Linked DNA regions of Mus musculus: regions 2, 3 and 4 are each linked to region 1. A link is a contact called in public ChIA-PET and HiChIP or PLAC-seq data. All regions are on one chromosome and are shown on one strand. Each heading gives the region's core, a stretch centred on a gene start, on an enhancer-like site or on the middle of the called end of the contact. The rest is flanking DNA. Distances are from core to core; before and after follow the strand shown.

Evidence for each region. ChIA-PET counts read pairs in DNA pulled down with a chosen protein or histone mark. HiChIP or PLAC-seq counts read pairs in DNA pulled down with a chosen protein or histone mark.
Region 2: an RNA polymerase II ChIA-PET map of memory CD8 T cells shows a contact between it and region 1, with 17 read pairs. The contact joins the promoter of Atxn3 here to the promoter of Itpk1 in region 1. A contact is called at or near these places in 1 of 39 promoter capture datasets (hippocampal neurons), 1 of 484 Hi-C or Micro-C datasets (embryonic stem cells) and 4 of 115 datasets of contacts at active chromatin or transcription factors (astrocytes, large pre-B cells, memory CD8 T cells and 1 more).
Region 3: a contact with region 1 is called in an RNA polymerase II ChIA-PET map of memory CD8 T cells, with 19 read pairs. The contact joins the promoter of Ifi27 here to the promoter of Itpk1 in region 1. A contact is called at or near these places in 2 of 115 datasets of contacts at active chromatin or transcription factors (memory CD8 T cells and pancreatic cancer cells).
Region 4: an H3K27ac HiChIP or PLAC-seq map of extraembryonic endoderm stem cells shows a contact between it and region 1, with 7 times the contacts expected there. The contact joins the promoter of Cpsf2 here to the promoter of Itpk1 in region 1. A contact is called at or near these places in 8 of 39 promoter capture datasets (the C10 cell line, the HPC-7 cell line, cranial neural crest and 4 more), 4 of 484 Hi-C or Micro-C datasets (CD4 T cells, embryonic stem cells and regulatory T cells), 15 of 115 datasets of contacts at active chromatin or transcription factors (bone marrow-derived macrophages, effector CD8 T cells, embryonic forebrain and 9 more) and 3 of 9 other capture datasets (adipose tissue, liver and macrophages).

Annotation. Positions count from the first base shown.
Region 1 is chr12:102,703,570-102,706,198 of GRCm38.p6, forward strand. It overlaps Itpk1 (inositol 1,3,4-triphosphate 5/6 kinase), which reads right to left and starts at 1,300. Exons shown (of 10, transcript NM_172584.3): 1 at 1,153-1,300. The coding sequence starts at 1,247.
Region 2 is chr12:101,956,960-101,959,588 of GRCm38.p6, forward strand. Atxn3 (ataxin 3) reads right to left here and starts at 1,284. Exons shown (of 11, transcript NM_029705.3): 1 at 1,175-1,284. The coding sequence starts at 1,198.
Region 3 is chr12:103,432,869-103,435,497 of GRCm38.p6, forward strand. Ifi27 (interferon, alpha-inducible protein 27) reads left to right here and starts at 1,321. Exons shown (of 6, transcript NM_194067.2): 1 at 1,321-1,482; 2 at 2,554-2,629. The coding sequence starts at 2,588. It also overlaps a transcript of Ifi27l2a not described here.
Region 4 is chr12:101,974,642-101,977,270 of GRCm38.p6, forward strand. Cpsf2 (cleavage and polyadenylation specific factor 2) reads left to right here and starts at 1,333. Exons shown (of 15, transcript NM_016856.3): 1 at 1,333-1,493. Ndufb1 (NADH:ubiquinone oxidoreductase subunit B1) reads right to left here and starts at 1,097. Exons shown (of 3, transcript NM_001378525.1): 1 at 1,019-1,097.

The sequences.
Region 1 (2,629 bases), core at 50-2,549:
TGGTCAAGGAGGGCCTGTAAGGCTTGCCTGGGGCAGAGAAGCAGCAGGCTCTTGGACAGCCATGAGGGGCAAGGCAGTGCTGCCAGGGCGGCCTCTATGTGCCAGCTCAGACTGCTAACTAACCCCTGTGCACCAAGGGATAATGGAAGCCCAACTGTTCAATTCTCCAAAATTCGGGGCACCCACCAGGGATGGAACTACAAGTGAAGTCCATTTTCAAAAGTCAAATCTACTAAGTGAAAAGACTACCTAACAAAAGGTTTCCACCCGGAGTTTGCAAAAGGCTTCGGGGATGGGGTGTGGGGGCTGGATTCTCTTAGGCTTTCATTGAGAAGCTGTAACCAATAGCTCTGCGGAGAGGCAAGGCACACCTGACTCTAGGAACCCAGCACTTCTGTAATGTATTAAGAGCAAGCTCCATCAAAGCCCTCGGTCTCTGCCACTGAAGCACCAGCGCAGGGAGAACGAGGTGCTCAGCCGGAATGGCAGAAGACAATTCTACCCTACGTGGGTCCACCCATCACTTTCTATGCTCTGCCACTCCTTGGCCCTGGGACTACAAGGCAGGTACCCCACCTCTCTGCTGGTAGGTGTCCCTCTTCTAAGACACGTGGCCCAGAATCACCATCCTGGCTAATTTGCGAGGCTGCTGCGAGGCTCTAATGAGACAGCAAATCACCACAGACAAGCCAAGTATCGCTACTCATTTCAACTGGGCTTAAGCCGGCTGATATGCAATGACAGCTTCAGGAGCCGTGCACACGCGAGGCACGTAGTAGGCTCCACACAAACGCCGGTATCCTGCTCTACTAAGGGGAAGAAGAGGGAGGAAGAAAAACACACCAGTCCAAAAGTACCCTCTAACCCCTGACTGCTGGCGTGGACTCCCCGATTTCCCGGGTCCCACCACCCTGGACGGCCAGGGATCTCCCGGCACGACCCCAGTGCACCTGAGAGCCGCGGTCCGAACCCAACGCCCACAGCGGCCACGCTCCCCTCGGACACAGCCCGCGGCCCCCCGCGGCCACCTTGCTGCTCCGAACCAGCCCTCAGCGCGCGCCGCTCCTTCCCGGGTCGCCGTCGTCTGCCCCGCGCCCGCCGAGGGTAACCAGGCTCGGGCCGCGGGGGTCCCCAAGCCGCGTCCCTCCTCACCTGCACAGCTCCGCGAAGGCCTGGAAATTGAGCTTCTTGACTTTCTTCTCGCTCAGCCAGTAGCCAACTCTCTTCCCTTTCAGGAAGGTCTGCATCTTCTTCCTCCTCGGCCCGGGAGCCTGGGTCCGGAGGAAATTGCCCACAGGCCGAGCGTGTGGGGCCGGCGCGCGCCGCGAGCGTGCGGGCACCTCCTCCGGCGGCGGCGGCGGGGACGCGGAGCGGGCTTCAGCGCGCGGTCCTACCGGGCGGGGCGGCGGGCGGGGCGGGCCGGGGCGGGGCGGCGGCTGGGGGGCGGAGGCTCAGCGCGCCGCGCCACTGGCTGGGCCCCGCGGGTGGGCGCGCCCCGCCGCCGCCCCGCCCCCTCCGCCCCGCGGGGCTCGCCCGCGCAGGGACGTGCGCCCCGCAGCACCGTGCGCCGCTCGAGGACTCTAGGGATCCCGGGCCGCCGCCCGAGACCGCACCCGAGCCTCGAGCCCGAGCTGGAGCACGCCCTCCCGCGGCGAGGGTTCGCCCGCGCGTGCCTCTCGGACGCGCGGGGACCCCCTCGGGGAGCGCGCCGCCGTGTCCCCCGCCCTTCCTGCCCCAGCGCCCGCGCACACGCCACGCACACGCGGGGCCTGGGGCAGAGCTCCCGGAGGAGGAAGCGCCGGTTACCGCCAGGGGGCGCCAATGAGTCTTAAAGGCGCCGCCGCTAGTGGCGGGGTGCTGGATGGTGGCCAGGGCAGAGTGGGGTGAGGGAGTCGTGGTGTGGGCGCCTTGTGTCTATCTTGGAGGGCGGCCAAACCACTGGGCTTCGTTGCTCCTTGGCAGCACAGCGGGGATTGCCCCCAGAGGCAATTCGTTGCAATTGTCCTGTACTATCTCCACAACTGCCCCAGGTTCACACTCTGGGGTCCCTTTCAGCGGAGGGAGAGAAGCAGCCAGAGTGCACATAGCATCTTCAGGAGAGCCTTTTCTTTGCTAGGTGAAGGGACGTAGCTCGGCGTCTGACTTAGTGCTTTGGATCCTCTGAGCCACCTGCTCTACCCCGGCCTATGGGACAGTACTTAGCATTCCAGCCATCTCCAGCCTATGCTTTAGGCATTGGGAGGAGAAATTGGAGGCTCTCCCCAGACACAGACAGGGAAAAAAAAATGGGTTCCCGTGTGTAAAGAAAGACATTTTATCTGGCTTTGGAAATAAAGACAATTTTTGAAGATCTGAGATGAGAAAAGGCTTGAAGAAATGAAAGCTGTTAGTAAAGTGACAGAAACGGGCCTTGACCAGACTTGAGGAGTTACACCAAGTCCCTTTTTCCGGCTTAGATCCTGACCTTGGGCAGTGTCCTTGGTCCCCCTTGGTTCAGTTTTAGCAAGAAACCTCCTGAGTCAGAAAAGTTCGCCATCCCTGGTATCAGATCACTGCGGCCTGTCTGCAGTAAGAATGCTGTCAAGTGGGGCTGCTGAGATGGCTCAGCTGGTAAGGGTACTTGTGGCCA
Region 2 (2,629 bases), core at 34-2,533, 750 kb before region 1:
AAAACCTTTGGAAAATTAATTACAAATGAATGTGGGGAGGGGGCCGGGAGGGGGAGCTCACTCAGTCATAGCACGTGGCCATCATCCCAGCCAGCTCTCAGGAGGCAGAGACAGGACGATGGGAGTCTGGAGCCAACTTGGGCTACAAGAAATCCTGTCACAAACTAACTTGTTCCAGTTCCAAAACACTCAAAATGTCTTCTTAAGAGCACTTCATTTAACAACGTCCTTAGATTCACATCATTTTTGTCTTTTTGTTGTGCGTGGATTTTAAACACTATGAGTCAATGCTCCTTTACAAGTGATAAAAACAAAGGCCTTTGCTCCCAACGAAATAATAGTCTCAACTAGCAACCCTCTCCAAACCTAAAATGATTATGAAACATGGTTGTCCGAGAAACACCCAAATGACTTGATAATTGTATGCGAACATAGACCAGTTTCTCAAGATGTCACAGCAATACTTTTAAGCGTAGTCACTTAGGAATTAAGGTGAGGAAGAGACTAAGCCAAATCACACAGTAGAACGATTCTAATCTATCCATAATACCTAAAAACAAAGCTGGCCTCCTGGTCCGGAAAAATGGGAGAACAACCCAAACATCCCCGTAATAAAAACTCTTATGACGACTTCCCTCCGGGGTTTCCTACTTTACTTCCGAAGTGTCAGGCCCTTTAATGGGAAAGCCACGGTCACAACTGCAGAAAGACGTGGGATGGATAATCAAGATCTAAATGCATGGAGCATTCCATTATAGAACTGAGTTGAGAGAGAAAGTTGGATCTGCCAGAGGACAGGTTAGGGGGCGTGGGTGGAGTTGGGAAGGGTCCGCCAGGTGCTGAAAAGGCGACTCGCTAGACTAGACCCTAAGAGAGAAGAGAGAAGAAACCCGAAAAGGTGTGGCAAGTGGACAAGGAACGCCCGCGCTAATCCTCCGGGTGAAGCCCCCCGAAATGCCCAGGCTACCCGCCCGGTCTTCTAGGGCGAGGGTGCCGGGAACGCATGCGGGAGGCTTCACGAGCGGAGCCATGGGGAGAAGGCAGGAAGCACCCCTCACCCAGCCAGGTCGGGATGGGGGCGCTCGGGCCCCGCCTGAGTTCCTGAAGCGGCGTCGCTGCTCCCCACGCCCGCCGCCGAGCCGAGGACGGCTCCCCACCGAACGCCCACACTCACTTTCTCGTGGAAGATGGACTCCATGTTTATTTGTCTGGAGCCAACGGCCCCGGCGCGGAGCAGCCCCCTCCAGCAGCTCCGCCCCCGGCCCCACCCCTCAGCCCCGGTCCGCCCCGCCCTAGCCACGTGCCTCTCGCCAACCAATCACTACTGCGGGCGCACGTCACGAGGCACGCGAACCCGGGAGCACGGGACACGTGACCTGGGCGGCGTTGGTCCTCCCCGCGGCAAGCGTGATGCTGCGGCGCCGCCTGCTGTGCGGAGGAACTTCTCTACGCGGGACAATCTTGTGATTCTAGGGTTCTAGAAGAGAATCCTCGCAGCCAAGTTTTAGGTTCTTTTTTTTCTTTTTTTTTTTTTTTTCCATCTCCACCTTCTTTGGTCCTTTCTCCTCATCTTTATGTGAGCAACTCCTCTCCCACTGAAGACTTCATTCCAGAAGAGGCATTCTCCACATACCTAATATTTGTGTAAAAACTATAGCTAATGTTTAGTTAGGACTGACTTAGAATAGTCCAGTTGTAAGCGCAATTTAATACGGCATTTTTTGATGTGTGTGTGTCTTTTGTAATATTATACAAATAAAGAAATGTAGGTACGAAGAAATTAGCACAGCACACTGTCCAACATAGTTGGCTGTTGGAATGAATATCAGGTCCTGGGGTAAATACGCCATCTCTGAAGGAGGAAGCGTTGGTGAGGAAGTGAAAAATCCAGCAAAATATTGAGTGGCTCGCGCAGGGGATGGGGGTGGGGAGGGGGGGATTGACAAAGATTAAGCGTTGTATTGGGCGTTGTATCTTGTATGGTGGAACCATTTTAGGTTCTTCAATGTAGCAAAGGCCCAGTCTCCTAAAGGCTCATTGTACCTGAAGGTAAGGAAGGCATATGTTGTGTTGGAGGACAGCTGCTCTATGCCAGCCTGTAGCCAGGGTTACATAGGAGGACCCTGTCCACCACCTCCCTACCGGGAAAAAAAAAAAAAAAAAAAAAGCTACAGGCGGTTAAAGATTTTTAAAACTAGAGACATGGGGTCAAATTAGGATTTTAGAGGATCACTGGGGAACAATACTTGAAAGGCATTTGGGGAGAAATGAAGAGACTCTGGTGGTCAGGACTCCAGTAGTGATTTGAGAATGGAGAGAGACCACTTTGAAGCTTTAGGAAACAGAAGACTTTGATGAGGGACTGGGGTGGGATGGGGGTATTGTTAGGAAAGACTTGTGGGTTTCTGCTCTAGGTACCATGTAAAGCAGAAGTGATACTCCAACCAGAAATACTTTACAGAATGAGTAGGGTCTTGGGAAGAGAAGAAAAGGCTTTTAATTTAGAAAATACTGAGCTTAAATATCTCTGCAACTAAAGGTACTTATGATGGTTTGTATATTCTTGGACCAGGGAGTGGCACCATTTGGAAGTGTGGCCTTGTTGGAATAGGTATGACCTGGCTGGAGT
Region 3 (2,629 bases), core at 71-2,570, 730 kb after region 1:
CAAAGCTCTTTGCCTTTATTGTACTTTTTGAATATTCTGTAGTTATAGCAATTATATGCCTTCCCAGTGAGAAAAACATCCACACACTTGAGGATTAGAAAAGAGAAGGTGGGATGGAGAGTTGGCTCAGTAGTCAAAAGCACTTCTTGTTGCACAGGATGCCCATGGCTCTCACCGCCTCTTCCAACACCAAGCACAGTGTGGTGCACAGATATATACACCCAGACACGATACTCATGCACATAAAAGAGTAAAAATAAATATACATTTTTTTTAAGGAAAAGGCTTCCTACTAGGCCTACAACTAGTAGTTGTGGTAACAGTGACAATAATAGGCTCTGGCTAATGTACAAAGATAACTGGACACAAGATTTTACTAACTTATTTACACCATAGGCTTAGCATTCGGCAGGAACTGTCACCCTTCGGTCTCTTTCAGTCCCAGCCCCAGGGTACACTTTGAATATTTAACCAGAGACAGGAGACTGAAAGTCAGGCAGCTTGGACAGATGGGAGATTTATACAGCAAAGGTATTGCCGGAATTATTTTTAATTTCACCAGTGTTGTTCCTTTTGAATGTTTGCAACCCAGGTCTATCTTGCCTGCATGCAGAATTCAGCCTTTCTTAATAAGAGGTTAGGGGGTTTGATGGCAGACTAGGACTTAAAGGTGGCTGTGACCTTGAGGTGCTCTCTTGAGTTGCCCTTTAGAGCCTGTTCTTTGATATGGGGAGGGAACAAAGGTCTGATTATGAGTCAAGGTTGTTGCCCGTTGTTACAGGAACGGAGCCAGATTTGGGTTCATTCTTGGTGAACAACAGCAAAAACCTTCTCAGCCACCCTAAACTTCAATCATGGTACAAAATTTTATTTTCTACAGTGTATAAGAAACCCAGTGATATTTCACTTTCATTCCTTTCATATTGGAGACATTCCAGTTTGTGTAATTTAATATTAAATTCGACTTCGTGCAACTTAATATTTTCTAAGTGACATTATTAATAAATGTTTACAACCTCAATTTTATTACTTCAAGTTTCTCCCACAGCACTGTCACTGGAAGGAAAAAAACCCACTGGCAAACGTGTTATATTTTACAATACTTTGTAAACCGATTAACACTCAGAACCCTCAGTAAAAGAATAGTGAATTTTTCTTCCCAGCCAAAACAGCAGTGGGAATGGAAATTTTTCTCATTGGCTGCCTTCCATCACTGAGTGTTTCTTCAATCTGAGTGGATTTGTCGGGCCTGGAGAGAGCTGGGGAAATAGAAACCTATCTTATTGGCTGTCTTCAGTCACGGGGTGTATCTTCAACTAGAGTGGATTTGTCGGGCCTGGAGAGAGCTGGGGAAATCGAAACTTATTTCAGCAGCTGTCTTCAGTCACTGGGTGTGTCTTCCTGCACAGTGGACTTGACGGGCCTGGAGGGAGGAGAGGAAATTGAAACCTATCTCATCCTCTAGTTTATTTACATCATTGGGTATGTCTTCTTTGACCACAGTAGAGTTTTCCACTCTGAAATGAACTGGGTTTTCCAGAAACGAATCCAAGATCCAGCTGTTGGTAGTAGTGGGGGTGGGGATGTCAGTTGGGGTCTTCAGGAAATCTTCAGTGGGTAGGTCCAGAACAGAGACCCTACTCAGATGCCCCTAGGCCTAGGAGGCAAAAGTCCTCAGAGGCTGAAGGGAAGCCAATGTACAGGCTCTCTCAGAAGCCGTCTAGTTCTTGAAAAGGCACCTATCTATAAAGGTAATGGGTTATTTTTCCTAAGCTGGCGCAATGAGATAATTCAAGTCAGATTAATTCTATATAGGCAGATTTATCAGGAAGCTGCTCTCAGGCAAGATCACTGGCCACAAGGACCAAGTTCAGGGACCTCATTATGGTGATAGGAGGATGAGACAGAGACATGTGCATGCACCAAGAGAGAACAGAAGTCCAGGAAGAGACAGTTAGACACCAGCATGTCTGGACCATTTAGGGAAGAGGCCTGGGCTTATGGCAGCCCAGCCTTTGGGCTGGACAGTTCAAGGGTTGGGCCAGGGTATGCCAGGGAGGGACTGAGGGATGCTGGGAGAACCTGGAGGCCAGGTCTGGAACCTGGAGGTCAGGTCTGCTTTGACATGTCAAATATGCACCTCAGTCTCTTGTCCTTGGGTCTGAAACCAAATAGTGGGTGTGTTCCAAGAAGGAAGGGACCCCAGGCCCTATTAGTCTCTGAAGGCTAGAGGTTGGTGAAGTGAGCTATAAGGGTTAAGAGTAATGTAGTCAGCCTGCCACTTGTAAGCAGCTGGACCAGGCTGGTTTGGTGCCTAAGGTCTTTGCTATGGAGCCTTCTGGCCTGGAGTGAATCACTTGCACTGTCTAAAATGGCTCCTTAATCCCTACAAGAAGCAGGATCTCAGACCCTAGGGCTGGGGCCAAGCCCAGTGTGGCCACCAATTCTGAGCAGCCTCTCTCTCCAGCCGGGAGCCATTCAGTGTTTGCAGGTTCGTTGGTGGAATCCAGCTCTTGGTCTCCAATCTCATCAAAACTCCAATTCACTCCATAGATTCGGTTCCTGTTTGGAAACTTAACTGGTCCTCATGGCGTTTTCGGGCACAGGGACACTGGTGGCTTCCATTGTC
Region 4 (2,629 bases), core at 83-2,582, 730 kb before region 1:
TCTGTATCCTGATCAGGCTTAAGCTCTTTTGTTCTACTCTCTCTCCTGTGTACGGAGGTAAACAGTTAAATAACTCCTCCTCTCTTTTCTTCTTTGCAGAGCCTCTCTCTCTCTCTCTCTCTCTCTCTCTCTCTCTCTCTCTCTCTCTCTCCATGTGTGTGTGTGTGAGACTTTTTAAAAACAAAAAACAACTAACCCCACATCCCACATATTTCTTAATATTTTTCTCTAACACAAGGTATTTCCCTTAAATACCACCTGCCTCTGCTTTCCAAGTGCTGGGATTAAAGTTTCTTTCCCTTTTCAAGAATAACAGACACTGCTGTGAGTCTTATTTTGCTGAGTCTTCTATCTGGATTCATGCTGGAAACATGTAGACTTTTTTTGTTGTTTTGTTTTTCAAGACAGGGGTTCTCTTTAAAGCCCTGGCTGCCCTGGAACTCACTCTGTAGACCAGCCTGGCCTTGAACTCAGAAATCCACCTGCCTCTGCTTTCCAAGTGCTGGGATTAAAGGCATGCGCCACCACCACTGCAGGCACATGTAGACTTTTTAAGAGATAATACCTTGTGTTGGACTGGACCCCACAGTTCTTTATAATTATTACAAAGTGTCACCTAAGATATGGAATGGATGGAGCAAAACCGAAACCGTTGAGATCATAACACGGACTGGAAACCAAGCAGAAAGCCTTGTTTTTAAAAGGCAAATGGCTACGTGCGGGTTTCACAATCAGGAGAGTTGGACGAGGAGACAGACGCCTGGGCGACCGCGCCCCGCTTCTGGATAGGAGCTGCATTCCCTATTGTGGGCTCAAGAGTCGGATCCTTGAGAACCCTTCCGAGTCCCCCGAGAGCCAGGCCATCAGATCGTCCCCAGAGCAGTCTTTGTAAAAGGCGTGGGGCGGGCAGCGCGCAGGGGTCACCGAAGGCGACCCTGTTTCCCCTCCATGCGAGCGTTCCCCAGAACCCTCCCGCCCGCATCACCACCACGGGTGGCGCCGGGGTCCCCAGACCCACCTTCAGCCTGGTGACAAGGCGACCAAGGACAGCCGCAGGGAGCTAGGCCACTGGCGCCGGCGGAAGCCGTGACCTAAGGAGCTGCCACTCGCCGCGCCAGCCCTGATGAGAGGGGGTGGCGTCGGCAAACCGGCGCTTCTCTCTCCCTTCTCACGCGCGAATCCCGTACATCTTAAGCTGTGAATGATCGCGACACGTTTTGAATAAGACGTGGATCCAGGCTGACAAGGTTTGCGAGCTTTTGCGCTGTCCTCTTCCCTGACCCGGTTCGTCACCACCCCTACAGATGGTGTCGCCCGGGTCGTCCCCGCCTCAGCCGCTCTGCTCAGGCCCAAGATGGCGGCCACCACACAGGGGCTCCTGCCGGCTGCTCTCCGCCGCTGAGCGCGCGCTAGCTCTGCTCGCTCTCCGACCTGCGTTCCACTAGGGGTTGGGAAGGGCGGCGGACGGTGCCGGGGGGAGATTGGCCTGGCAGGTGAGGACGGGAGACGGAAAGGAGCCTTCGGGTTGGGAGGAGGCCCTCAAGGGGATGGGTTCCCGCGTCGGCCCGGTGTCGCCCGGACGCGCTCCCGCGGTTTCGGTTGTGACAGTCTCCGTGGTTCCTGGAACAAGCGTTCCGCAAGGGGGAAGAGAAGTGACTTTTCCCCGGGCTGAAACCTCGGGGTGTTGGGGCGCGCCTATGCTTCCTCCTTGCCCTCCCTCCTGTCTAGTTCCTCTGAGCTTTCATCAGCTGGAGCTAAAAGTTAATCCGCGTCCAGCCTGGGCTCTTTCCCCTTGTACCGCCGTACTCCCCAAGCCTCCCCATCTCTGCCTTTCCCATCTTGGGCTCAGAGAACACGAGGCCAGCAGGTGCCTTCGTAGCTCCTTAATTCCAAAGACCCTTGAGAGGCTCATGCCACGCCTTGATAGAATTAACTTCTCTCGGCGCTACCACAATCACCACGTTTCCCAAGATCCCATTCCTAGTTTCCTTGCTTACGTACTTTTCAGGAAACCAGAAGTCAGGCCATATCCAGCCCCAGTACTCTGGCCCCTGTGACAAGGAGAACTTAAGCATCATCTATGCCTACTTTTCTACCCTTTAATTTTACGATTCCTTTGCCCCTTTCAAAGCCTTTCTTTACCTGAACGATTAAAGAGAGACTTCTCCCACTGTGAGCCCCAGGACTAGTCCAGATCCGTCTTTGCGTATTTCTCATTAGTTGACCTCAGCGTGAACGATCATTCTTGAGAAAGCAAGTATCTGGTATATATTCGAGATGAAGCAGAGGTAGTCGAAGTCACTGCCCTGGGGGAATTCCCGATATGGTGGGTTCAGTGCGTTCAGCACATTTATTTCTATTGCTTCGAGCACTGTGCTTGGTTTGGGAGATGCAAAGATGATCGCTTTTGGACACAATCATCATCCCTTGGCAAACACTCCTCCTGCCTCCTTTGTGCTAAGTAATGAAGCTTTACCTGGGGACAATGAAAAGCTTGCACCTGAGCCAGATCAAGAGGAATTTGCTAAGCCTGGGAGAACAAAGTTATTCCTGGGTGCAGAAGAGGGATTAAAAACTTGAGAAGGCTGAGCACTGTTGGGGAGATTTTTAACAAATCAAAAACTGGAAG